Regions from separate parts of the Zea mays genome. Here region 1 is linked to region 2. The links are chromatin contacts, called in public Hi-C maps. All regions are on one chromosome and are shown on one strand. The core of a region is the stretch at or near the end of the contact, and the rest is flanking DNA. Distances in the headings are between cores, read along the strand shown. Region 1 holds the start of LOC103654180. Region 2 holds the start of LOC100277126.

The links. Hi-C and Micro-C count contacts between places; a contact is called where the count stands out from the background.
Region 1: a Hi-C map of ear shows a contact between it and region 2, with 1.9 times the contacts expected there. The contact joins the promoter of LOC103654180 here to the promoter of LOC100277126 in region 2. A contact is called at or near these places in 3 of 25 Hi-C or Micro-C datasets (ear, endosperm and tassel).

Annotation. Positions count from the first base shown.
Region 1 is chr4:179,572,974-179,579,467 of Zm-B73-REFERENCE-NAM-5.0, forward strand. It overlaps LOC103654180, which reads right to left and starts at 3,229. Exons shown (of 6, transcript XM_008681008.3): 1 at 2,846-3,229; 2 at 1,212-1,460; 3 at 925-1,101; 4 at 739-845; 5 at 152-441; 6 at 1-57. The coding sequence starts at 3,001.
Region 2 is chr4:179,126,906-179,133,300 of Zm-B73-REFERENCE-NAM-5.0, forward strand. LOC100277126 reads left to right here and starts at 3,005. Exons shown (of 1, transcript NM_001150783.2): 1 at 3,005-4,222. The coding sequence starts at 3,301. The coding sequence ends at 4,104. It overlaps LOC100381621, which reads right to left. Exons shown (of 7, transcript NM_001174438.2): 6 at 6,093-6,200; 7 at 4,869-5,157. The coding sequence ends at 5,110.

The DNA of each region.
Region 1 (6,494 bases), core at 1,979-4,478, 450 kb after region 2:
GATTGCAATTCTTTGATTCTTCAGGAACATTGCCCCCAAAATGTCCAGCACCAAATCCTGTAAACACCTTGCATTAGACATGATTATATCAAAACAATCACATATACAAGCCTTGTAGTCTAAACTAAATCGTGTGGCTAGAATTGATTACCTATGTTTATTGGTCGTCCAACATTATTGGACAGTGATGAAAAGACACGTGTTGAGAGGGGAGCAGTGAACTTGGGCAAAGTAGCTTTATGTTCAAACTTCAAGCCACCAATATCAAGGCAGTCCTTCGATTCATTTGGATTTTGAAAAATAGATCGCTTAGGTTCAAAACCTGGGTTTTGCAATATGGCAGCTGGCTGCTGGCTCAATTCACGTAGACGTTGATCACATTGAATGAGCTTTTCAAAATTCCTGCTTAACAAACTCGAGGGGCACCGCAAGATGTGTCTCCTGCACAATAATCCTTTTCAGTACGCAGTTCCTTAGGTAGTTAGGTAGACAACAAAAATAATAGCACAGACATGTAATAAAAGGCAAGTCACCAAAAGCATTCATGAAAGTCAAGCAAACAATTCTAAATAGGAAGCTAATATATTAGCTGAGTACCTAAAACAATATGCACATAAAAAGTTAAACGTGTTCACAAAACAGAGTACCAGCATAGTTCACATCTCCCCAGTAAAACATTTCTTTATGTAGAACATTGCCTTCCAACATGGAAAAATGCATTTTGCACTGGTTCTTCACCTTTTGGAGCTTGCCTGTCCATCAGTAAAATCTGATGCAGCCTGCCATAGTGTATGTTTCCTTGGCTGAGGATCAGTTTCTTTGAAGAAAAGTGGCGGGCGAGCCAACTTTGCAAAAGAAAACAGGATGTTGTTAAAAGAACTGATGCAAAGGACTAAACAAAATACGTCATTCTCAAGAACTTACCACTAGATCTAAGACCCCTTCTTGTTCATTCTCTGGGCAGGTTGCCTTCAAAGCAATAATGTCCGACCACTGAATTTCTATCTTACTCTTGAGACCATTATGTAGGACCTCCCAAACAAGCTTATGCTTTGCAAAGTAGCACTTTGCGACCAAATCACCTTCGTAGTGAGAAATGTACTGCTCAGAAATATTATTAGTGTTAAGGTGGGTTGTTTGGGAAAGCTGCAAAATAGTTGCTTTGGAAATTCACGTGTTCTTAGAAAAAGAGGAAACTGGAAATTTTTTACCTCCCAACTACCAATTCTCAAAACATTTGCAGGAAAATTTGAAGCTTTCATCCGTTCACCAGCTGTTGGAGCCCCAGATCTAACCTCTTTCTTCATGGGTGTATCAGAAACATTGTTGTGCCCATCAAACTGTTCATGGGCAGATTTATCCTGAAAAAGCTTACATTGAATAAGGTCCACCAGAGATCGACTTTTTCTTAGTCGCAGACCCAATGGGCTAGGTCCATCAAGCACATCAAAGGGCAAGTCCTGCAACCAGTTAAGATGTAAATCAGAGAATGAACTAAGGCCCTTGTACAGCTGTAGTCTAGATAATAATTGAACAAACCAATGATACTGAACAGAATATATAATGAATTAGCATTGTTATGAGTTGTTTATGCAAACACCTTAGAACTTCCAAGAACTTAGCAGACATTGTCCACAAGGGACCTGAAAAGTTAGATCATGTGCAGTAGATTTGAACAAATTAGAAGGACCTCAGTACCTCACAGTTCTGGACAAATTTATGACGCCAAGAATACATAAAATGTTTATGTTTTCTAGACTTCCTCTTCAAAGGCAGGACAAAGACCAAAGCAAGTAAGCAACAATCATGGTTTAAAGTAGTCAAACCACAGGGAAGTTACTCTGGTAATGAAATTCGGTTTCCACCGTTGTGGGAAAATATATATCCATTTGGAAGGCTGAAAAGATTTCACTTCGTGTCAGCAAGTCGATGCATCATGAACTGAATATTACCAATGCAGCATCGAACCGACCACAACAACTAGCACGAGTGGCGATCAGGTGCAGGATGGCCTGCTACCCGTTAGGCCTGCCCGCAGAAACGGAAAAAAATTTGGTGCAGCCTGGATGCAAACCAGTGTGTTTACAGTCTCTTAAAAAAAAGGATAGACCCCACCCGCAGCAGCAGCAACAACTAAAACGTTATCTGGTGGACTTACAGGTGAGACGTGTCCTACTTTTCGTGAGAGGCTGTAAACACCCTGGTTTGCATCCGGCCTGCACCAAATTTTTTTCCATAAAAACGGCGTTGACAGACACCTACGGAGACCTGCATTTATGAAGCAGGAAAATGTTGGCGGCCTGCAAAGCCTAGCAGGCTAGCGAAGCCGAAGCTGCCTTGCCTGCATCGCCCGCAGCTCCTGCCCACCGGCTTCAGCCACAGCACCGTCTCGCTCTTTCCACAGAGAAAATACAGTCAGATGATGACGATTCCGGTTTTAAATAGAGAAGCAACAGTCCAGACAAGAGGAAAACATTTGCAAGCAAACTTGTTCAATATTAGCTTCGAACTGCATTGTGAATTTGTGATACATGCATTTGTAACTTGTAAGCCTGATACGATACGATACAGTTCAAGTGTTTCTGCATGCGGGCTCCGGCAACCGGCATACATCTGCAGGTGCGCCTGCTTGCATTGGCAATGAGGCCGTTCAGACTTCACCGCGCCACCTTCTATCTCGCACGAGCATCTGAGCCGGCAAGTGCAGAAGCCCTCAATCTCGCATACCTCGTAGACATACTCGTACGCCACAACTAAACCTAAATCCGATCGCTCGCCGTCATAAGCGGGAACAGAACCAGAGCGACGCGAGGAAAAAGAAGGCCCAAGTAGCCGGTCTATGTACCTCGGGAGGTGGCGGCTGCGGCGGCGGCTGCGGCATTGGCTTGACATGCTTGTGAGGAGAACCATCGCCGCAGCCCAAACCCTCCACCTCCGCCTTCACGGTCGCCGCCGTGGCCATCTCGGCGTGCCGCTTCTTGGAGCCCGGAAGCTGCACCATTGGAACCTACAGGAAACGTAGCCGATCTCCTCCAACTGGAAGCTCGAATGTGATTGGCGAATCTGCCAGGGGAGGCGATATCACGGGACGACGCGGTCGAGGAGGCGCGAAGGCGAGAAAGGCGGCGGTGGAGGAGGCGCGAAGGCGAGAAAGGCGGCGGTGGCGGAGGCGAAAGCGGAGGACGTTTAGATCGGCCGGCAGGCGGGCTGGGCGCCTGGGCCGGCCTGTGTCTTTCCTGGGGAAATGCGAATCAAGATATAGGCAGCGCGGTTTGACTGACACATGGGGACGGAGCGCTGGCCCCGCCTGTCGGTGACGCGACGAATAAGGCGTGGATAGAGTGGCGGAGCCCGCGAAAACAGTCCAGGTGCGCAAGATAGCTTGTGTCCGTAGGTTACGAAGGTATACAAATTATTCGATACAAACTACATAAAAACAAACAATACATATTATCATTAACTACGAACCTATCTATTGGCATGAACACTAAGCATGACATTAATCTCAAACAAATATGATGAATACTATACCGTTGATATTTTACAATACATGATCACAATTTTTCTCCACTTTCAGAGGCAAGTATAGCACGACTATAGTAAAAACATGACCTACAAAGACAACCATTTACAAAACTAGACTTACTCAAGGGTATTCATACTTATATCTTTAAGAACTAAGATAGTAGCAGTGGCTTGTACATGCTTTGATCAAAGTATTTAAAGAATCAAGGACATGACTATTAGTATGGCAGCAGTGTAAAACATCACCATAAGCAAAAAAGTTCTACACAATAATAAATTTTATGATACACTTGAATAAAATGTCCATCCATGTGTGTTAGCTGCAACTCACTTGCCAGGTTGTCTCAAGGTATCAAGCTCTACAATTGGCTAGACAAAGCTCTTGTCAGACCATACATTGACAACAACCTTCTCTTGAAAGCAGAGCAAATACACAATGAGCTAAAAGGAAGCTTTAGCTTCAGAGAATGGAGAGCTATCAGGCTACCAGCGCTCCTTATCTTACCACAGGCTCGAACTGAGACGATGACATGTTGTTTTAGAGGATCCTCAGCACCAACAGGACCTACAAGAGACGGGTTTGGTCTAGCTTAACAACAGGAGAGTCAGGCGTGTGTAAACACATGATACGAGGAAGGGGTCAGTGCTGAGCTAGCTGGAATCCGACTTATCCACAGGTGGGTGAAGTCACCATGATGAGAAAGAAATTAACTACTCCCCTCTTTGCAATAAAAACGCAAAGCCTAGGTTTTTATGGATGAAATGTAGAAAGTCGTATCGGCAACCTCAATGACTGGCAATGTCTTTGTAATATCCTCAAGTGAAAAAGGTATGCTGCATTTAGGAATGAATAAGGGAAACCATTAAATATCAGTAGTAATAGTTTTTTTAAATAACGTGGATAACATTTTTCACAGATAACAAACCTGGAATCAGCATCTAGCGGTATAGAGAAACATGTGGTCATATTTGATTCATCACGTACCACAAATTTCAAGCTTGATGTAAACTATGAAAAGATAAGTTGTCAGTTGATGCCATTTTGGAAAAGAACACAAACCAAATGTGGTACAAGATCGTAAACTATATTAGGGGAACTGGCCAACTTACCTCTACTAAAATAGTGTTTATATCATTCACATCATCCCAATACATACTAATTATTCACTCTAGTTGTTATATACTGAGGGCCTGAAGATACAATAAAAATACGAGTGCAACCATAAGAGAAAAGATAAGCAACATAAGAAACTTGGTCAAGAAAACTACTTACAGGGCACATATCAGTGTGTATCTCTTAATGTATTCGTTGGCTAAGAGAAATCACTTGATAAAAGAGTAGCAGAGATCAGTTAAACCTTTCTAGCTCGGTGGTTCATTTTGCCAATTATTCATCAAAGCCTGAAGTGCAGCAACTGTATAAATCATTAAGCTAACATTAGTTGATCATTTCTGCATTAATAACTCTAGTAGTTGATTAGTTCTTAGGACCGTAAATTCATGTGAGAGGAATGTAGGCAAGTACCATTTCAAGGAATTGAAAGAGGGCTAAGCCTAAGGAAGAGGATTACAAGAAAAAAAAATGTTCAGTGTCAAGCTTTATGTTTTATCATGAGAACATACTTCGTACACAATCATTACGTTCTAAATTTGATCCATTTGATCTTGTGGGTTTGATTACCTTACAGTTCTGCACAACCTTGACTAATGAACCGATACAAAAACATTAATTCAAAGCTAACACAAAGTGACATGCGCCAAAAAATCTTCTTGTTTTGTTGGATATAAATAATTCTAAAAAGTTCAAGACAAATTTGTTAGATTTTCATGTGATCTATCTTAGCTCCGCTCCTTAAGAAACAACAACAGAGCTTAACCAAGGTACATGCTATAGCTGGTAGTTCCAAAGCCAGTTATTGATCTGAACCTAGGATTCTGAAGTCGAACAAAAATTGGTAGTTCATGCACACATGTTCAGTCACGCATGGTGTACTAACTGAACCATGTAGATAAACTATTTTCTATAGTTTGTGAATAGCATAAATCTAATAAAATGATCATTAGCATGACTGTACTTATTGGAATAAATCTAATGAAATGCTTCATGCAACACTGTACTTGATAGAATTAATCTAATGAAAACATCCACATAGCACTATACTTAATAGATTAATCTAATGAAATGATCATTAGCATGACTGTACTTATTGGAATAAATCTAATGAAATGCTCCATGCAACACTGTACATGATAGAATTAATCTACTGAAAACATCCACGCAACATTGTACTTGATAGAATTAATCTAATGAAAACATCCACGCAGCAGATTACAAATGAGATGCAGTAGGCCGACGTACCTGGTTGTAGTATTCATGGGAGTGCGCCGAGATGATGGTGTTTGGTTGCTCGGTACTGCTTGCCATTTTATCGGTCTGATGATGTTGTTGATGGAATACTTGCGCCGGAGTGAATCGTGCTTCCTTCCATCGATTGGGCACAGCGTGGGCGGGATGGGTGCAGCATGGTGAGGCTATTGTACCTCCGAGTGATGTTTAAGATAACAAAATTTAAGTGCATGGATCAAAAGATTTTGGATAACAATTTGGTAGCTATAGTACTCATCAAACCAATTTGCGCTTACGTCTCTATTACCTTTTGTGTTTTTAGCCGGATTTTATTTGATGGTCTTTTGTGCACTTGAATGGCACATTTGCATCTTGGATGTTGAGTTCATCTATACATGAGAATTAATGTGTATCTCTAATGTGTTTTATGGTTAAGGAAATAAAAAATAAAATTCATGAAAACAATGTTTAAGCATAGAAAACAAAAGGTTAAGCAAATTAATGTATTTCATATTATGTTAAATAGCGAGGATTTTCAACATGAAATACATATCCGTTACTAATTTCACGATGACAAGCTGAATCATACTATTATATTTATTTAGAAATAATAAAGTAATTT
Region 2 (6,395 bases), core at 1,755-4,254:
GGTGGCCTGGCCCCCAGTATACATAGGTACAGTATCTGGCTAAGTAGCCGGGGGGAAAAATACAGTCCATTATAATAACAAGGCACGAGAGCCACACCAAATAATAGAAAATTTTCTCACAGAGAATCGTGATCGGGGCCATTGGCATCTTTAGACAGGAGGACACCAGCGACATTGGTACAATACCTGGCTAAAGAGCATCGGGAAAAAAAATATAATCCATTATATATATATAACAAGGCACGAGAGGCACACCCAATAATAAAATAATGAAGATCAGTCATGAAGACAGCAATGCATGCACCCTACCATTACAAATTATAGTAGTACAGTGCATTTTTGATTCGCTGCGGAAAGAAGGAACTTCAGCGTTTTTTTGATCAATCGTGTATTATTGTAGGCAGGAAATAGAGTTGGCACTTTGGTCAGGCCATCATTTGAAGTGAGCTATGGCACAATCTTTTGCTATCCTCCATCTGTTATAAAAAAGAATATATTTCTCTTTCAATGAATCAAATAGTCCAAGTGCTTGTTTAGAAGTAAATTTTTTTTATAGTTTTTAGGTAATACAATGATTTAATGATACCATAGTATTTTATGCCATAAGATGTTTGTTTACAATCCTGAAAGATATGTTTTTAAAACCATTGTATTTTAGATACCATGGTATTTTTTTTTGAGTATTGAAAACTTCACTCCAACCCAAAGTTTTTATGGCATTGCTAGCTTTTACCTAATAACATGGTTTACAATGTTGTATCCAAACAATATTTCTCAAAACCATGATATTTGTGGAGCTGGTTAAAAAAAGTATTATCATGATAATTGCAAAGTACAGTATTGTAAAACCTTAGTTTAAAAAACATTGTTGCCAAACATGCCCTAGGCCTTAGCTAAATTTATATGTAAATAGTATAAGCATTCATAAGACAAATTAAGTACTATTAGATTAGTTATAGGATTTATTTGAAGATATAAATGCTAATATTATTTGCTATAAATTTAATTAAACTTATACTTCTGTCCTGATTTATAATTTGTTTGACTTTTTTAGCAAGTTTGAACGTCTCGTCTTATTTATTTTTTTTGCGAAAAAAATAAAAAAATCAAAGCCATAATACTTAAAGTCTATTAGAGACTAAATAATATCACAACAAAATTAATAATAATTATGATTTTTTGAATAATACAAACCGGTTAAACTTAGTGTAAAAAATAAAACGGATTGTAATTTGGAAAAGAGGGAGTAATTACAATTCATAGTTGCATTCTTTTATGAATATGAGTATATCATTAAGACCAAAGAGGGACCATGGTCACCCATTAAGGCTTATTCAATTTTATTACTAAGGGCTCGTTTGGCAGAGCTCTGCTCTATGATTCTCTAACTCCGAGAGCCGATTCTCTAATAGAGTGATTTCGAGTGATTCTTTAGCAAAAGTGAATCTGTTTGACAAAAATCGTTTGTCAAATAGGCTATGAAGTGATTTCTGAGAGGTTAGAGAGTGAAGAGCGGGCTAGGAACAATGGGAAGTAGTTTTTTTTCTCCTACTTTATAGTACAAAATAGAGACTATTCAATGCACCCCCCACTATAAAATAGTTTAGATTTTTACCGTTTAGCTCTACGTGAGTTATTCTTCTCGCAGGAAGTAGAGTTACAGGGACTTTGTCAAACGCCCCTAAGACTTTTAATCGAACAGGCCTGGATTTGGATTGTTACATAATAGTAGTAGTGCTTGTTGAGCAGTAAATGTTCAAAATCAACGTGGATTAGCACCAATATCCCTCGTCCCTCCTCACGGTCCAGAAAATAGCACACAAGCACATCTGTAATGGTACAGTATAACCTTCTAGTATTTACTAGCCAGTAGCCCGTGCTTTGCTACAGTTATTATATATCATATAAATAGATATTGAGATATTTATTCAAATATAATTATTGTTAGTTTCTAAACATTAAGGTATTTGTGATCTGGTGGTTAGCCCCACAATTCTAGAGCAGGGTGTGAGTTTCAGTGCTCGCTCTGCACTATTTTTTTATGCGGTGTGGTAGGTGGACTCAGAGTGTCAACACGGAGGGTGAAACTGTGGTAGCATCATGTTCTCACATTAGGTTATAAATGAGATTATATTATCTCTCATTTAATTCTTCAATAGATTATAAAAATAATACTCTCTCCGTTCATAAGTATACTTTAAAAAGCTTTCAGCACTCATTTTATATAAAATATTTATTTGGAAATTTCAAAATTTATTACGCTCAAACAATCTTTAAATGATAAAACAATTAAAAATAGTAAGTAATAACTAATGATTTCTTTTTAATAAAACGAGTGATTAAAGTTTTGAAAAAGATAATGACATTATATATTTTATGACAAGTGGTTTATGTTTTGTACGCCAAAGGTGGAAAAATATAAAAAAACTCTATCCTTACAATAGCAAGAGGATTTTGATCCCTCTAATCGTCTATGCTATTTTTGCTTCTAAACATACTTTTACCCTGTGCAATTGGGATTAGTTTGGTAACCATATTTTTAAAGAATTCCTATATTTTCAAGAAAAAAAACTTCCCCATCATCGTTCTCTAAAAACTTCTTCATCCTTATTCTCTAATAGAAAAATTTCCCACAGAGAATCGGAGATCGAGGCCATTGGCATCTTTAGATATGAGGACACCAGCGACATTGGTACAATATCTGGCTAAAGAGCATCGCGAAAAAATATAATCCATTATATAATAAGGCACGAGAGGAACACCCAATAATAAAATAATAAAGATCAGTCATTATTTTTTGGCCTATCTAATCTCCTCTTACATGTTTGCTCCCAAACATACCTTTAGCGTTAATTTGGGAGCTAGAAAATATGAGGGAATTGGGAAGGCTATAATCTTCTTCTTATTTAATTTTAAATAAGAAGGAAATTTTAGCCATCCAATCCTCTCCGATTCTGTGGCTTCTAAACTAGGCTTATGGCTTTATCCTGCAAAGTTGGGGTGTATACGGACACAGGATATTTGGTCGCTGGAGACAGACACACGACACGACACAGACATGCGTCGAGGTCACGAGGTCCAGAGCAGTAGGAAAGTAGTTTTCTCGAGGCCACGAGGTCCCCTGTACCTGTAGCTGTAGCATGGGCGGTACAGCAGCACCAATGCAAGCTGCAAGGCGATCGAATGATACTACCCCACCGGCGTCGGACATGCAGGTACGGTAGCGTTCTGTTTTTGTTTATAAATAAAAAAAAACTGCTCCGCGCTTTGCACACGGCCGATCCAGGCAGCAGCAGCAGCATGTTCCCACAGGCAGATGCGCATCCAGCCCACGAGCCTCTCGCCGGCCGGGTGGCCATCGTGACAGGAGGCGCCGGGGGCATCGGCTCGGCGGTGGCCGCGCACCTGGCGTCCCTGGGCGCCCGCGTCGTGGTCGGCTTCATCGGCGACCCGGCCCCCGCGGACCAGCTCGTGGCGGCCCTCAACAACTCCTCGCCGGCAGGCAACAGCGACCCGCGCGCCGTGGCGGTGGCAGCGGACGTGTCGGACCCGGCGCAGGTGGCGCGGCTGTTCGACGCGGCGGAGGCGGCGTTCGGGCCGGAGCTGCACGTGCTGGTGGCCGCGGCGGGGGTGCAGGACGCGACGTACCCGCGGATCGCGGACACGTCGCCCGAGCAGTGGGACCTCGCGTTCGGCGTGAACACGCGCGGCACGTTCCTGTGCTGCCGGGAGGCGGCGCGGCGGCTGGCGCGCGGCGGCGCGGGCCGCATCGTCACCCTCTCGTCCTCCAACGTGGGGTCGCTGCGGCCCGGGTACGGCGCGTACGTGGCCAGCAAGGCGGCCGTGGAGGCCATGACAAAGGTGCTGGCCAAGGAGCTCGGAGGGATGGGGATCACGGCCAACGCCGTGGCGCCGGGCCCCGTGGCCACGCCCATGTTCTACGCGGGCAAATCGGAGGAGCGCGTGGCCGCCGCCGCGCGCGAGTGCCCCATGGGGAGGCTCGCCGAGCCAGCGGACGTGGCGCCCGTGGTGGGGTTCCTGTGCACCGACGCCGCCGGCTGGATCAACGGGCAGGTCATCCGAGTCAACGGCGGCTACGTGTGAGTGTACTGTGATGAGAGGGAGGAGGCATAGCTAGCTAGCTTAGCTTGGAGTGTCAGCGTGTCACCAACCGACAATTACACGTGCTCCTTCCCTTAATAATAATAATAATAATAATAATAATAATAATAATAATAATAATAATAATAATAATAATAATAATAAGGTCTGAGAAAAAAAAAACTTGTACGTGCATTTCCATTTGACCATTTCATTGTGTGATTGAGCCAGGTAGAGGGAAAAAGGACAGATGAGATCCCTCAAAGTAGAGCTCCTGACAGAATGGTGACTGCACCAAAGGGTACGATCAATACAGTAAAATACATAGCCGAAGCTAAAAGATGACCGAGAATTAATAGGAGCTTCCCATCAGCCTAAACAGTTCACAATGGTGTCCTGAGGCCTAAACCAGCCAGTCTCATTCTACCGCATAAAATATAACATAAATGGTAATGGTTCACTCTCTGAGTACCGGCGGTAACAAATTTGAATAGGTCAGTATTGGATGACTGTTGTCTACTCTGAAGTGTCGGTTAGAAGATTCTGGTCGCCCCCTTTGCTTAGATTTGAAACCAGCAATGATAGTGAGTAACCTGTTAACTGGAGCCTCTAGTTCTAAGGAGATGGCGGATCTAAGAAAGATACATCTAAAGGCATTACACTTAAGGACACATAACTGCTAAGGTTTACAGCTTACAACAAAGCTTTCAGTTTTTGGGCGCATTGCATTGGTCTAGGATGCAATAAAAGACCACACTGGCACCTTTGTCATGGAAATCCATGATTTCGTGTTGCTTCCCTTCTCTTCCATGTAAGTTGTTCGAACACAAAAGAACATGGGGGAGTAGAAATGCAAAGAAATATGGGCTACCTACTAAGTACAAAAAAAGGAGAGAGAAAAAAAACGGCATCAAAGATACACATATGCACCGCACAGTCACTGAAACTAATGAATGGTGTTTACCTCTAATCTTCCTAGTCAGAAATACATACAGGACCTTAACCTGCTCACTCTGTCTGTTGTATGAGCTGTGTCCTTAGGCTGGACTCCTGGACCTGTTTAGAGGAGGATGACTGTTAATTTAAACCGAGCATCAGACCCATATTGTTTCTTTTTTTTTTGTACTCAAAACATCTATTGTGATTGCAGCTTGACGCATCGAACTCATTTTGTAGTAGGGCTGCGGTTTCGGAATTGGTCATACAAAAAAGCAAACATGCAAGTTATAGCCAGATGAAAGAAAAACAATCATCTACGATACATTTGAACATGGTAGCGAAATAGTAGACAGATGTAAATGTAATCATCTGTTCTACAAATATTAGTATGAGCTACAAAAGAGGCAGGGTACCCTCAAATAGGGTTATAGCATTCATTCTAGTGGTTCCCAGTGGCCAGATGAAAAACATTATCCGGGACGGCCAGCCACAGTATTAATTTCTTTAAGGCCCCGTTTGGATCACTGGAATTGAATTCTATTCTAATAATAGTAATTTATGCATATATCAATTAAGCTAATTCACTTTTATACAAAATATATTTGTATACTATTATTAGCAAGATGTCCTAGATATTTATGTGCTACATTTTTATTATAGAGGAGTAGAACGAAGAGTGTCATGTAAGTTACAGATTAGAAACAAATTCTAATCATGTATAAAATCATTTCCTATCCTCCACCCTATGAATTTCAGATAGGCTTATATCTGAACTTTGGAAAGTGGTGGAATGCCAAATTCCAAACTAAATAAGTTATTTTATTTAGTGAATTCCAATTCCTTTAAAATGAAGGGATCCAAACGCCCCGAAAGAAAAATATTGTTTCTAGCCTAATGTACTCATAGAATCATTTGTGGCCATATAAAATATTTTTCTCCACAGACACTTATCTCAATTTAAATGCCATTCATTTTTTTCTGTACCCTTGATAAGCTCACAAGAACAAAAGAAATGAAAAAGACATAGCAAATAAAAAAAAACAAGATTCTACCTGTAGTGCTGCTGCTGTTGCCAAGAGTTCTCTGTACTCATTGAGTAAGATACTTTCCTTAGCAGCAACAGCTGAAAGTTCCGTAACCAGAGAGTGTGAAGCCTGTAACTGCACAGCCGAGTAAATGGTTAGACCTGAAGGTCATTGTTCCTAACTGTGAGTATGTAAAAACTAAAATAGGTCATCGTTCACGTACCACTACCATGAACAGGATGATCTAGATCTCCAAAAAAATATCCTTATGGTTGATAAATTATAAATATACTCACTCATAAATTTGTTTCCTTTTCCTTTTTTATTGGT